Linked DNA regions of Mus musculus: region 2 is linked to region 1. Evidence: chromatin contacts called from public Hi-C data. All regions are on one chromosome and are shown on one strand. The core of a region is the stretch at or near the end of the contact, and the rest is flanking DNA. Distances in the headings are between cores, read along the strand shown. Region 1 overlaps Tenm1 (teneurin transmembrane protein 1). Region 2 holds the start of Dcaf12l1 (DDB1 and CUL4 associated factor 12-like 1).

The links. Hi-C and Micro-C count contacts between places; a contact is called where the count stands out from the background.
Region 2: a Hi-C map of cerebral cortex shows a contact between it and region 1, with 3 times the contacts expected there. The contact joins the promoter of Dcaf12l1 here to the enhancer-like site in region 1. A contact is called at or near these places in 6 of 39 promoter capture datasets (cranial neural crest, frontonasal cranial neural crest, hippocampal neurons and 2 more), 2 of 484 Hi-C or Micro-C datasets (cerebellum and cerebral cortex) and 1 of 115 datasets of contacts at active chromatin or transcription factors (astrocytes).

Annotation. Positions count from the first base shown.
Region 1 is chrX:42,535,245-42,541,743 of GRCm38.p6, reverse strand. Tenm1 (teneurin transmembrane protein 1) reads left to right here. Exons shown (of 33, transcript NM_011855.4): 30 at 3,660-4,047; 31 at 4,876-6,096. Among named protein-coding and RNA genes, the nearest start is that of Sh2d1a, 36 kb to the right of the region's middle. Within about 2 kb of position 1,328, at least 55 of the 459 cell types and tissues checked have an H3K27ac peak or open chromatin away from gene starts, as enhancers often do. A contact at or near this core is called in cerebellum and cerebral cortex, where this site is marked.
Region 2 is chrX:44,785,286-44,792,258 of GRCm38.p6, reverse strand. It overlaps Dcaf12l1 (DDB1 and CUL4 associated factor 12-like 1), which reads left to right and starts at 2,062. Exons shown (of 2, transcript NM_178739.6): 1 at 2,062-3,846; 2 at 3,966-5,692. The coding sequence starts at 2,340. The coding sequence ends at 3,845.

The sequences.
Region 1 (6,499 bases), core at 79-2,578:
AGAAAATAAAAACATCTTTGAAATTTGGATTCAAAGGAACCTAGGGAAAGAAGGTTGGATTTGTACGTGCTTTTCCAGGGCCTCACTGTTCTGTGACTCTGTCCATTCTTTCTAAAGATGGGAATGTTTTAACATAGACTTTACTGCCACATTCTTTCAATGGTATAGGGAATGGGTGGGGATGCACATATTACTTCTCATCGTATACAGTAAGAGTGTTCAAACTTTAAAATATATTTTTCTTTACCCCCAAATCCTCTGGCATTGCATCTGCAAAACTCCTTGCTGGGCTGACACCGTGATATATTTAAATCAGCATCACACTTTTTTAAACCTTAGCATGCAACAATGTCGTAAAAATAAAGACAAAGAAGAAAAGAAAAGAAAAGAAAAGAAAATAGTTTCACTTTCTCTAGAGTAGGTGAAAGTTAAGTTACACATACCATTTTGTGAACAATGCTTTGTACTCATTAGGAAAAAAATAAGTATTTGGCTAATGGCTGTGGTTTCTTAAATAGTCTCTTCTCTATTAAGAAAATCAATTATTCTTAGTTTTTCTCTCTGTAGTCATTAATTTTCTGCCTAGATTTATGACACTTTTCTAAGTTAATTATATTTTGAAGACTGGTGCAACGAAGTTTGTATTATATCTGATGTAAATCTTTCAGTTTCCTAAACTCAGTCATTTTTAAAGTGCCTTTAAATATATTTTGTAATAATTTAATAAGAAGGTTTAGTTTTACGCATTTACACAAAATTGCCTATTTAGGCTTGTTTTCAAGGCTTACTGCAGAGACAGAACGCAATCTTTGGCTTCAGTTCCCAGGTAGCCCCACACTGCCATCTGGTGGTCATGTGAATGTTATACCTTTTCAAATTTCTACTTTCGTTTCTAGTCTAGTTCGAGTAAGTATACAGCCATGATCGTTCTCTTTTATTTCCTTTCACAGAGATTTCTTTTACAGTATAATAATCTATTTAAAAAACACAAGCCACCCACTCTATTATTCGCACTAATAAGGAATAGCTTTTTATCCTGCAGTAGCACAGTGGACACTGGATAGACTCATAAGCATTGTTTTGGAACAAACTGTTAATAATACCAACCCAAAGTGAAAAAGCAGCCAAATGGGGCTAAATGGTATTGTGACAACAAAACAATAGCATGCGGGAGATTTCTAATCATCTCTTCCATGTTTTTTTCCATTAGCAGGAAGGTTTAAAGCAAACTGGGGGTGGGTGGCTTTCAAGGCAACTGAGTTAGCACCACAGAGAAACAGATCAGGCACTGGTTTGCTACAGGCTAGAGGAAGCAAACAGAGGAAAGAATACAATAGCAATGCAGTATAAATTTTTGGCAAAGCTACTACAGTGACTGGAATAGGCAGGATGGTGCTGGATAATGTGTGGCAGCCATATGGTGATTGTCCCTGGCCCACACCACAAGTGACAGATGTCATTTGTTCTTGGCAAACTGACAAGAGAGAGTGGAAAGGAGCTGGAAAATCAGACTTTCGGGGTGGAAATAACACAAAGGTATTTTCACCAATTACTGCATCTACCCCACCCACTTCAGTGTTCTCCCACCTGCTGTTCCATTCACAGGAACAATTCCTTCTGGTTCTGGGGAGTTTTGCATTGATGGAGAGAGAGGGCCTCTCTTCCTGTCCCCAAGCCTTCACAAGATTGTGCCTTTTATTCAAGAGGATTTGTAGGTCACAATGGCAGAACTGCAAGATGTGGCGAGCGGCAGGTGTTCCATGGGTAGCAAGAAGACAGGATTTCTACATCTAGTTCTGCATCCCCAGCATGATGGTGGTGGGAAAGAAATAATAACTAAATGAGCAAATAATGTAGACTTCGTGGTATTGACCAGCAACTGAAAAATCAAGAATTCTCACAAGTATAGGAGGGATGTGCCCTTGTGTAACACACATACATCATGCTTCTGTCGTTTTCTAAAAATTCACATTGCATATGTTTAAGTAATTAACATTCACAATTATTTGTGTGATTTGCAGGTAGAAAATGGAAAGACACCTATTGTTTTCACAACATGGAGTTCAGAAGTTGAACTTATTTTTTTGTTGTTGTTGTTTTGTAATTCTCAAAAGAGTGAAACTCAAGGCATTATAGTCGAGTACCTGGGTGAATTTTTCCTTTTTATTTAAAGACAGAAGCACTGAGGGTGTAGCGTAGTGTATGTGAGTGCTTGCTACAGAACAGTGAGGACTTGAATTCAAATCCCCAACATCAAAAAAGCTCCACACACAGAGCTTCACGTTTGCCTAGAGCTCTAATGCTGTAGGGGACAGGACTTGGAACTTGCTGCCCACCAGGATGGCTCCAGATTCATTAAAAGATAGTTCCTCAGGAGAATAGGACAGAGAGTTAGGATAGGATAGCCTGTGTCCTTCTCTGGCCTCTACAGGTACAGAAACAGATGCATATGTCCACATACATACAAATTAAACAAAATCTTTTTAATAATAAGTTTCAATTGCCAGTAAATTAGAGTGTTTCATAAAACGGTGTTTTGTGTGTGTGTGTGTGTGTGTGTGTGTGTGTGTGTGTATAAATTGATACTGACTTTCTTTTCCTATGGTACTGGGGATTGAATTTACAATTTCACACATGCTAGCCATGTACTCTATCAGTAGTCTATATTCAGTGGCACACACCTTTAATCCCAGCACTTGGGAGGCAGGGGCAGGCAGATTTCTGGGTTCGAGGCCAGCCTGGTCTACAGAGTGAGTTCCAAGACAGCCAGGCCTGTACAGAGAAACCCTGCCCCCCCCCAAAAAAAATGGTCTATATTCTCAACCCTTTAAAAATTTATTTTGAGACAGAGACGTTCAAAACAATTGAAGCTGGCCTTAAACTCACTCTACATCCCAGGCAAGCCTTGACCTTGTGAGCCTTCTGCCCTTAGCCTCCTGGATAGCCTGGTTTATAGACCTGTACCAGCAGGCCTGACTCATGTTTCTGTTTAAAATTACATCAACCAATATTTATTAAACATCCACTACATACAAAGTATTATACTTTGACAAATAACTGATCCTAAAATACAAGTTTATTATGTGTTGGGCATGAGATAACCAAAGAATTCTTCACTTTTAATCAATCTCTCTCTCTCTCTCTCTCTCTCTCTCTCTCTCTCTCTCTCTCACTATCACCACCCCAAAACCACACATATTCCGGCCATACAAAATTCCTCTCAATCTATGGGAAAAGGCCATTTTCATAGGCTTCCTTAATTCTCAGCCCCTCCTAATGCTTCAGCCTTCCCCGTTTCCTTCTGAACAACACCTTTCCTTGTCTTTGCCTGCCCAAGATTATTTAGATTTCAACTTGAATATTCCTTCCTAAGTCTGGGATAACCATCTTCCTCTACTTTCCTGAAGTCATTTATATGTTCTCTGTCTTAACTCGTTTCACACTGTATTATAATTACTTGGTTACTTGTCTTTCTTTTCCATTAAACTGCAAATTCCATGATGATAGATAATATTGTGTACTACTGGCATCTGCCACAGTCCCTGGCACATAGTAATTGCTAGAAAAAAAAATGTGTGAGATGGATGAATGTGTATTTCTTTTAATCTCTTAAACATTAGTGGTATAAATTACTCTATTTTGTTCTTGTCTCGTTTCAGTCTGTGATGCTTCTGTTACACAGTCAGCGGCGTTACATCTTTGAGTATGACCAATCAGATTGCCTGCTGTCAGTTACCATGCCTAGCATGGTGCGCCACAGCTTACAAACCATGCTTTCAGTGGGCTACTACCGTAATATCTACACCCCACCAGACAGCAGCACCTCTTTTATCCAAGACTACAGTCGAGATGGCCGACTGTTACAGACTCTGCATCTAGGGACTGGGCGCAGAGTTTTATACAAGTACACAAAGCAAGCAAGACTGTCTGAGATTCTCTATGACACCACTCAGGTCACATTAACATATGAAGAGTCTTCTGGAGTAATTAAGACAATACACCTGATGCATGACGGATTCATCTGCACAATCAGATACAGGCAAACAGGTTTGTTATGAAATGGGGTAGCAGTATACCTCAATATTTATATTCTTTTATATTTTTATGATCACATTCAAAGAAAGAAGTGCTAACTCTCATTCTAACTCATGATTGAACAATTTTTTTCCTTCTCATACTATCTTCCATTCTAAATTTGAAACATATTATAGTCTATCTGAAAGCTGATTCCTTAATACCACACCATGTATTTCTGTCTCTCTCAGCTTTCAAAACAATTGCAACTGCGGTTCCTATCTTAGCCCTATACTTGTTCATATCCACCCCTGTATCTTTCCAGAGATCTGTGTATAAGACATGAAGCTCAGCAAGCAGCTCAAGCCCTGGGTAACCTCTATAAGCTTCAGCTAATGACAAAAGTCAGAACTCTGGGATTTATTTCAACCTTTGTATTCATAACATGCCCAAAGCCAGTTACTTGAATGTTGTACATTGTGAGACTCTAACTATCTGACTTTGTAGCAAAGGTTAAGTAAAATGAATGCATTTTGCCAGCGATGATAGCAAAACAGCATGAACATAATAGCAGTTTCTTCCCTCTAGGCTACTGGATAGGTTACTATTTTGATAAGCTCTATAATTAAATTGATCTGTAACTGTGCTATGCAATATTTTCCATGTCTAGTGACAAATGCTACACACACTCTCACACACACACACACACACACACACTGACATGCCCAGGCATCAGACATCAGAGACCAATCTATAATACAATATGATTTTGAATATAAAGGTATCAATACTTAATCAAAAATTCTGATTATGCCTAGTTTATCAGAAAGCTATTTCTCATTTTTATTTTGGTTCCTACAGGACCTCTCATTGGACGTCAGATTTTCCGATTCAGTGAAGAAGGTCTTGTGAATGCACGGTTTGACTACAGTTACAACAACTTTCGTGTCACCAGCATGCAAGCTGTGATCAATGAGACCCCTTTGCCCATAGATCTGTACCGATATGTTGATGTTTCTGGTAGAACAGAACAGTTTGGAAAATTCAGTGTAATTAATTATGATTTAAATCAGGTTATAACTACAACAGTGATGAAGCACACCAAGATTTTCAATGCCAATGGACAAGTCATTGAGGTCCAATATGAGATCCTAAAGGCAATTGCCTACTGGATGACTATTCAGTATGATAATATGGGCCGGATGGTCATATGTGATATAAGGGTAGGAGTAGATGCCAATATCACAAGGTACTTCTATGAATATGATGCTGATGGGCAACTTCAAACTGTTTCTGTGAATGACAAAATCCAGTGGCGGTATAGTTATGATCTGAATGGAAACATCAACCTTTTGAGCCATGGGAATAGTGCTCGTCTTACTCCTCTCCGATATGACCTCCGAGACCGCATCACTAGACTAGGGGAAATTCAGTATAAAATGGATGAAGACGGTTTTCTGAGACAGAGGGGAAATGATATATTTGAGTATAATTCTAATGGTCTGCTGCAGAAAGCCTACAATAAAGTTTCTGGCTGGACTGTACAGTATTACTATGATGGGCTTGGGCGACGCGTTGCCAGTAAGTCCAGCCTAGGACAGCATCTCCAATTCTTTTATGCAGACCTGGCCAACCCTATAAGAGTTACTCATCTGTACAACCACACAAGCGCAGAGATTACATCTCTTTATTATGATCTCCAAGGTCACCTTATTGCCATGGAGCTAAGCAGTGGTGAGGAATATTATGTAGCCTGTGATAATATGGGCACTCCATTAGCTGTGTTCAGCAGTCGGGGTCAGGTCATAAAAGAGATTCTGTATACACCTTATGGTGACATCTACCATGATACATACCCTGACTTTGAGGTCATCATTGGTTTTCATGGAGGACTCTATGATTTTCTTACTAAACTAGTGCATCTAGGGCAAAGAGATTATGATGTTGTTGCTGGCAGATGGACAACGCCTAATCATCACATATGGAAACAGTTGAACCTTCTTCCTAAACCATTCAACCTCTACTCCTTTGAGAATAACTACCCAGTTGGCAAAATTCAAGATGTTGCAAAGTATACCACAGGTATTTAAGAGGAATTCAATTAAACTGAATTTGACCTAACTTACTGCTAGCCAATCTTATTATAGTCTCAATATCTTTGTAGAGATGTTCCCTCTGCATGTCCCATTTTCTAGAATCAGAAAAGCATGGAACTTTTCATCAGATGTAATGCTTTTTGCATCCTGATTCTTTCCCTTTAACCTATATCCTTAAAAGCTTGCCGAGGTACTCTCAGAAAACAATCAGGATTGTGTTGCATGCAATAAATCCAGGGTCACAATCCAGGTGGTTTTCAAATCAGTACTAGATTATGAATCTCACTACAGTGAACTGAGCCTATTCCTGGAATTGCACACAGATCAATACATTTCCCTACATAGGGGAATGGGTATTGTTTTAGAGTCAATCAAATAAGGGGGGGGGT
Region 2 (6,973 bases), core at 813-3,312, 2.2 Mb before region 1:
CCATCTTCTATCTATGAGATTTTATTAGACACTTGGAGTTTACCTGTCCTTAAGAAAAAGACAGATGTGCTCCATATTTCTTCTTGTTTTATGTGTATATTCCCATTGTTTGTTCTCCTAGATGATCACAGGAAGATCTATAATAGTCCTTTTTAGTATGGTTAGCTGCTGCTCTGCAAGGGCACTAGCAATGGCTGCAGAGTAAGCCCGAGAGTCCATAATAGCTTCTGAAAATGCTTCTGCTCCTGGCAAACATCTCATACCTAGACCACTATACTCCTGTTTGTCACGCCTTTCACAGTATCCACCTGGAAAGCTTCCATTTTAGGAGCAACACTGAGATACACTGCAGAGTACCATCGCCTAAATGTAAAACATCCTGCTTCCAGGTGAGTGAAAGGAACATCCATGGGCTTTTCTGAAAGAATGTTCCAAGTCACCTGAATCAAAATATTTAGGGTTCTATTCAAGGTGGGGTGCCAACTTGGGAAATCGCTGCTGTGAGCTTGATGAACACAAAATGCCATGAGTTAGTTACTCATATACAAACATTGTATCTGTGGACATAGTTCTATTCTTTGTGAAATGCTTATTCATCCTAATCCTACCAGTGGAAATAAAATTGAGTCTCTGAGCCTCCTCCATAAGACACTTACCTATACTTTTCTCCTTAAACACACCAACTGATTTCACCATTTCTTCTGCCATAAAATGGATAATAGGGGAGAGGGTCAGAACTCTATTTCTGGAGAGTGTTGGGGAGTACAAATATAAGAAAGCTTGACTTGGATGATGGGAAAGAAAGACTCAGACCTTGTACTTGGAATTTATACGAAGTGAAGGTTCAAAAAAGGTACTAGAAATAAAATCAGCAGAATGGGATGGTGTGCTTATGGAGAAAACACCATGAAAGTATTCTTACAGTACAGTCAGGAAAAAAAAAAATGAATTCATGCCCTGCCCAGTACTTGAACAAACTACTTTCTGTGGAGGAGGATTATGATATATTTAGATTCAGTATCAGGCACTAGCCTCTATGTAACGCTAATTAAAGTCAGTGTTACTTAGCGACCAAGTATAGGTCTGTCATGATATGTGATATCTTGAAGCTTAAAAAAACTAATACCAAAACAAAAATACAACAAAAAGTTTCATTGCTTTTAGAAAATTCTCTTTATCTTTCATTCTTTGCATTAAAACTTCTGGTTATCCTTTATATTACTATCCCAAGGACTCAGAGGGCTCTGTCTAAGGTCATGGGCCTCTAGGACTGACAATGGGAACTTTCACCCCCAGCTCCTCACTTGTAGTGTTCTAGAGCATTACCTTAATTTTCTGAGCTAAAAGCGATCTCCAAAACGCCCAGCTTCACTTCCTCCTGATCTACCAGCAAGTCCTGGGCATAATCATGGGCAGATAGAATCTGAGGCCCAGTGATCTGTCATTTGATATTGTCTCTTCAAATGATTCTGTTGCAACAGCACAGAACATTTAATTTGAGGACAACATAAAGAAAAGAAAAAAAAATCATTGAAAATAGATTACCATGAGCAGCCGAATGACTGTTCAAAAGAAAATTGTTATTTTCAAACAATTTAATTTTCTGCCAAGTTATCTTAGTGAAGAGTCTTCCTGAGTTACAACAAGCAAACTTTTGTTTTCTTCCCCGAGAATAATGAAAAAGGTGCTGACTGCCTCCTCCCAAGATTGACTATGTTGGGTTTCAGACTTAGTAGGAGTAAGAAGAGTATTTGACTGCTGTGGTGGGGGTGGCTGAGTTTGACTTGTTGGATCCTGGGGGCATGCTGGACCACTAACTAGAGAGTAATGAATCCCTGCCTTTCCAAGATCCTTTTGTGCTTTGGTATCTCTGTTATACCTTGTAGGCATTACTACTGCCTACCGCCCCCTTCTGGCTGGGCATGAGATCACTACTCTTGCCATGATCTTCAAGCCATAAAGCTCACCCTTGCACACCTCCCATCACGTCTGTCATTTAAAGTCAGCCCGTCCCGCCCCCTCTTCCAACACCACCCTCAGAGCCGCCTCCCACCCGCCCCTAGTCTTTATCTCCAACGGACTCGTCGCTCAAGGCCCAGAAGTCCACACTCCTGAGCTGGTTGGCAGCAGAGTCTCCACTCTCTCTCTAGCCGCACCTTCGGCCTCAGCGCCGATCCTCCCGAGCTCGCTCGGCTCTTTCCGCCCGACCTCGCGTTGTTCGCCGGGTCACGCCGCCACCACCTCCTTTGCCGCCAAGGCTCTCCGGACTCGGTAGGCTCCCCGCTGATCGGTTGATCGCTCTCTCACTAGCTCCTTAGCCTCCAGCTCCCGGTGATATCATGCGTCAGGCCGACTCCCAGACGCAGCCCTCTCCCGCAGAGCAGGAGACGCCGCAGCCTGCAGGGCCCTCCAACCGCTCGCCGCCCACCATGGGCCCGCAGCAAACAGGTAGCAGGAAGCGGAAAGCCGCCGAGGTCGATCAGGGCGCCGGGACTTCTTCATCGCCAGGCCCCGCAGCGCCGATGGCGACAGCTGGGGAGGGCAACGCAGAGGGGTCCATGCTGCTGACCAAGAGGCCGCGGCGGCCCGTAGCTCACCTCTCCATGGTGAACTACCTGAAGGGCCGAGCGCTGGGCGCAGATGGCCACCCGGGGCTCGCTGGCTTCGAGGGAGATCTGCGCAGTTACGGGGTCCTCAGGCTACCCGAGCTGCTGAGGGAGCGCCAGCTGACCCTAGGCCCCCTCAATAAGGTGTTCGCATCGCAGTGGCTCAATGCCAGGCAGGTGGTGTGTGGCACTAAGTGCAACACACTCTTCGTGGTTGATGTCAAGACCGACCACATCATGCGCATTCCTCTGATGCGCGACAGGGTACCCGACCTGTCTCGTGGCCCGCCCTCCTGTGGCATTCATGCTGTGGAGCTGAATCCCTCCAAGACCCTCTTGGCAACTGGAGGTGAAAACCCCAATAGCCTGGCAGTCTACCAGTTGCCCACTCTGGATCCGGTGTGCCTAGGAGATTGCCAAGGCCACAGGGACTGGATCTTTGCCATTGCATGGATGAGTGACACCGTGGCTGTGAGTGGCTCCCGCGACGGCACCGTGGCACTTTGGAAGGTGGATCCTGACATGTTCAATGGCAGCATTGCTTGGCACAAGGATGCAGGACTACCTGTGTATGCTCACATCAGTCCTACAGATATGGAGGCCATCCCCAAAGCCACTACCAATCCAGGTAACCGCAAAGTGAGAGCACTTGCCTTCAGCAACAAAAACCAGGAGCTGGGAGCTGTGTCCTTGGATGGCTACTTCCACCTGTGGAAAGCCCGAAGCTCCCTGTCTAGGCTGCTATCCCTGAGGCTGCCCTATTGCCGTGAGAACGTGTGTCTCACCTACTGTGATGAGTTTTCCCTCTACGCAGTGGGTTCTCAGTCTCACGTTTCGTTCCTGGATCTTCGCCAAGGCCAGCAGAACATCCCGCCACTGTGCTCCAGAGAGGGAGGCACCGGTGTTCGTTCTCTGAGTGTCCACCAGCATATTGTCACTGTGGGAACAGGCCACGGTTCTCTGCTCTTCTATGACATCCGTGCCCAGAAGTTCCTTGAGGAAAGGTCCGCGGCCAATCCAGACATGTTTCCTGTGCCCTCTGGAAGGAAGCTCAAGCTCACCTGTGGCAGTGGCTGGATCAACCAGGATGATCTTCTAGAGAATTATGTTGCTGGTGTAGAAGATTTCCCCAATGCGCTCTACACTCACTGCTACAACTGGCCAGAGATGAAGCTTTTCGTAGGCGGGGGACCACTGGCGTCAGGCCTCCATGGCAACTACGCAGGCCTCTGGAGCTAAGGTGGACAAGATTCCTTCTCAGAGTATGGGTTTTATCTTTTAGTTCAATCTAATTGTAATTCATGTTGTGCATGCTGTTTTAACTCTTGTCTTTTTCTATTTTTTTTTCTTTTTGTCCAGGTGGAACTGCCCCAGAGTATCCAGTGTGCTTCTCAGAAGAAAAAGAGATGGAACCCCCAGAAGTCGGCTTTGAGAGTTTTCTGGGTCTCCCCACCGTTCTTTGGACTTTTCATGCATATACTTTCCACTAATTCTTAGCTGTGTTGTTTTTGAGTGAGTGATCCATGTAGTCTATTACGGAAGAAAATCCTGTTATGAAGTTAAAATTGTGTAAGTCTTGTGTTACTATTATTAGCAGTTTAGTTTTCATCATGTGTGAGATATTAAGGATATTTTCTAATAAACAGAGTTTGGACATTTGTTCAGGAATACTAATCATAGTTTTGTAGACTTGTTCCAGTGTTAAAAAAATGAAAAAAGAAAAAAAAAACATTCCATGTTCCAGTTTGCCTACTTTTGGAAATGTGTCATTCATGAATTGTGATCATGGTGTATGTATATAGTTTGTATGTTGTTGGTGCGAAACTCACTTTTCTAAAAAGTTTATTATGTGGAAATAATTGTCGTAGAATCTTGTGTTTCTATCAAAAATCTCAGATGACGAGGATGGTTTAGGTATTCAAGTATTCTGCTCATTTGAGTGTTGAAGAGTAATCCAAAACTCAGTGTTTTTCTTTCAAGCCTTATTTTCATTTTTAGTCTCTGTCTTCATATTGATCAAAGAGTGCACTTGTTTTCACTTCTTGCCTTAGTACTATCAAGACTTGTGGATATATTTGAATGCTGTCATTTGAGTAAATTTCACAGAGTTTCAGTGCCATCATTCGACACAGGGATATTAAGTACATAAATGTAGAATGTATGGCAGACAGGGCAGAAAATATACTGCTCTAAGGTATAGACTGGATATTTTTGCTGTTGCTATTTTTAATACCAAATGTTATATTTGAGCATATTTTAAACTTTCAAAATCTGCTTGTGAGTTAAATTGAAAGAAAAAAAAAGTGCAAAGGAAGAAGTCTGAGCCTATCCAGCTCACTGTGAGAGAAACTCCCCCTTTGTAAGCTCCAAATGTTTATTTTGTGAACTTGAAAGATTCATACTTCAAGTAGAATAGATCTGTTACTAAACCTCTGGTTCTATGTCTTGAAATGTGATAATATGGGATCTTGACAATGCAGTATAATTTTCAAATAGAGGAGCTGGGGATTAAAAAGATAGGTCTGATTAAAGGACTGTGCAGTTCAGATAAATAGAGATAATGGGATGCCGTGCGGATAGATTGGTTTTCTCCCTAGGTGAGAAGGCTGAAAATGAGAAAGGAGCCAGGCCTTGCTTAAAGCTGGTTAGGACGTGTTAACCCTGGATTGGTATTGGGTCATGATTCCTTTTTCTTAAACATCAAACATGTATTTTGCATTGGTGTTGATACACTACATGTTGTTCAGTCCTAAACCTAAATTGTTGAAAGGATCTAAAGGTGAGTCAAGAATACACAATGGTCAGATTTTTGGTTTATAAAGATTATGCAGGTCTATTTCATAGAATTATAAAGTTTTGCAACTAATCTGTGCATTTTCTTGCTTGCATGTATGTTTCTATCTCTGCTGCAAATGATTTAAAAGCAGAGATTGTAAACTGCCCTCTTTTCTTTATTTGTATACTAAGGCCGAACAAAGGCAATCAGTGATTATTTGATGATTTTTCTTTTGCCAATGGAAACCTGCACTACACATTGTAATAAATATTTGCTGTTGCATAATAAAGAACCTTGTTCTGTGTTCCCCACCTCTGTTTTTCTTTAAAATTTCCCTAATTCATTTACAGGTCTTGCTATATAGTACTACATCCATTCATCAATGAGGTAATATATGATGCTTAAAAGTTGTGTATGGGAATGTGATGGCAGGGAGATGGGAGTGGATAGGTAGGTGGGGAAACACCCTCATAGAAGCAGGAAGAGGGGGGATGGGATAGGGGGTTCCTTGGGGCAGGGAATCAGGAAAAGGGGATAACATTTGAAATGTCAACAAATAAGATAACCAATGAAAATAAATAAAAAGATGAACAAATATTTACATCTCATCTATAACTGGATATTAATCCTTTAAAATGAAAAAAATGGGATTTAAGGATTTCTTTAAAATACTTAGTTTCTTTTTATCAGAAATGAATTTGACTTTTTTCCTTATACTTTTTATAAATTTAGAAATTTATGTTTTAAAAATTAAACTATAAGGTGCCTATTTTCATATGAGCAGTATGATATTTGGGGGTGCAATTTATATAAATTGGGAAATTCACAAAAAATCATTCCATATTAGATGAGATTTCAGATAAAGAATAGAAGACAAAGCTTTAGTCCATTTTCACCTCTGGCTTGGTCATTCATGTTATCACCAAATAACTTTTTTAAAAAGATTTATTTATTATATATAAGTACAATATAGCTGTCTTCAGACATTCCAGAAAAGGGAGTCAGATCTTGTTACAGATGGTTGTGAGCCACCATATGGTTGCTGGGATTTGAATTCGAGAGACCTTCAGAAGAGCAGTCAGTGCTCTTACCCGCTGAGCCATCTCACCAGCCCACCAAATCACTTCCAATCTATCATATTGTAAGTTATATCTTTTTGAAGTCAATCAGGTGGCTTGGCTGAATTTTAATAAATAAATAGCCTAATTGTGATTGTATTCCTATCTTAAAATATGTAATAATTTTTTAACTATTAAATTCTAATATTAAGAGGTCTACTGTAGTGCATGCATAAACTGAGTTGGGATTTTAAAATATATAGTTAATCTTTGAGAATTTTGTACATATATGCAACATGTTTTAATCAAATCCCCTCCAAGTTTTTCCAGAATTAGAAGTCTTCCTTACTATGTTTTACAAACGTTATGTCCTCTAAGTTTATCCCACTGAGTATATTTAATCCCGCCAGTATGTAGCAGGGTGTATCATCTACTGGAACAATGGGTCTGAACCTGTGGGTTGCAACCTTTTTCTGGCGGGTGTGTGTGTGTCTCATAGCACATATTTACATTACTGTTCATAAGGGTAGCGA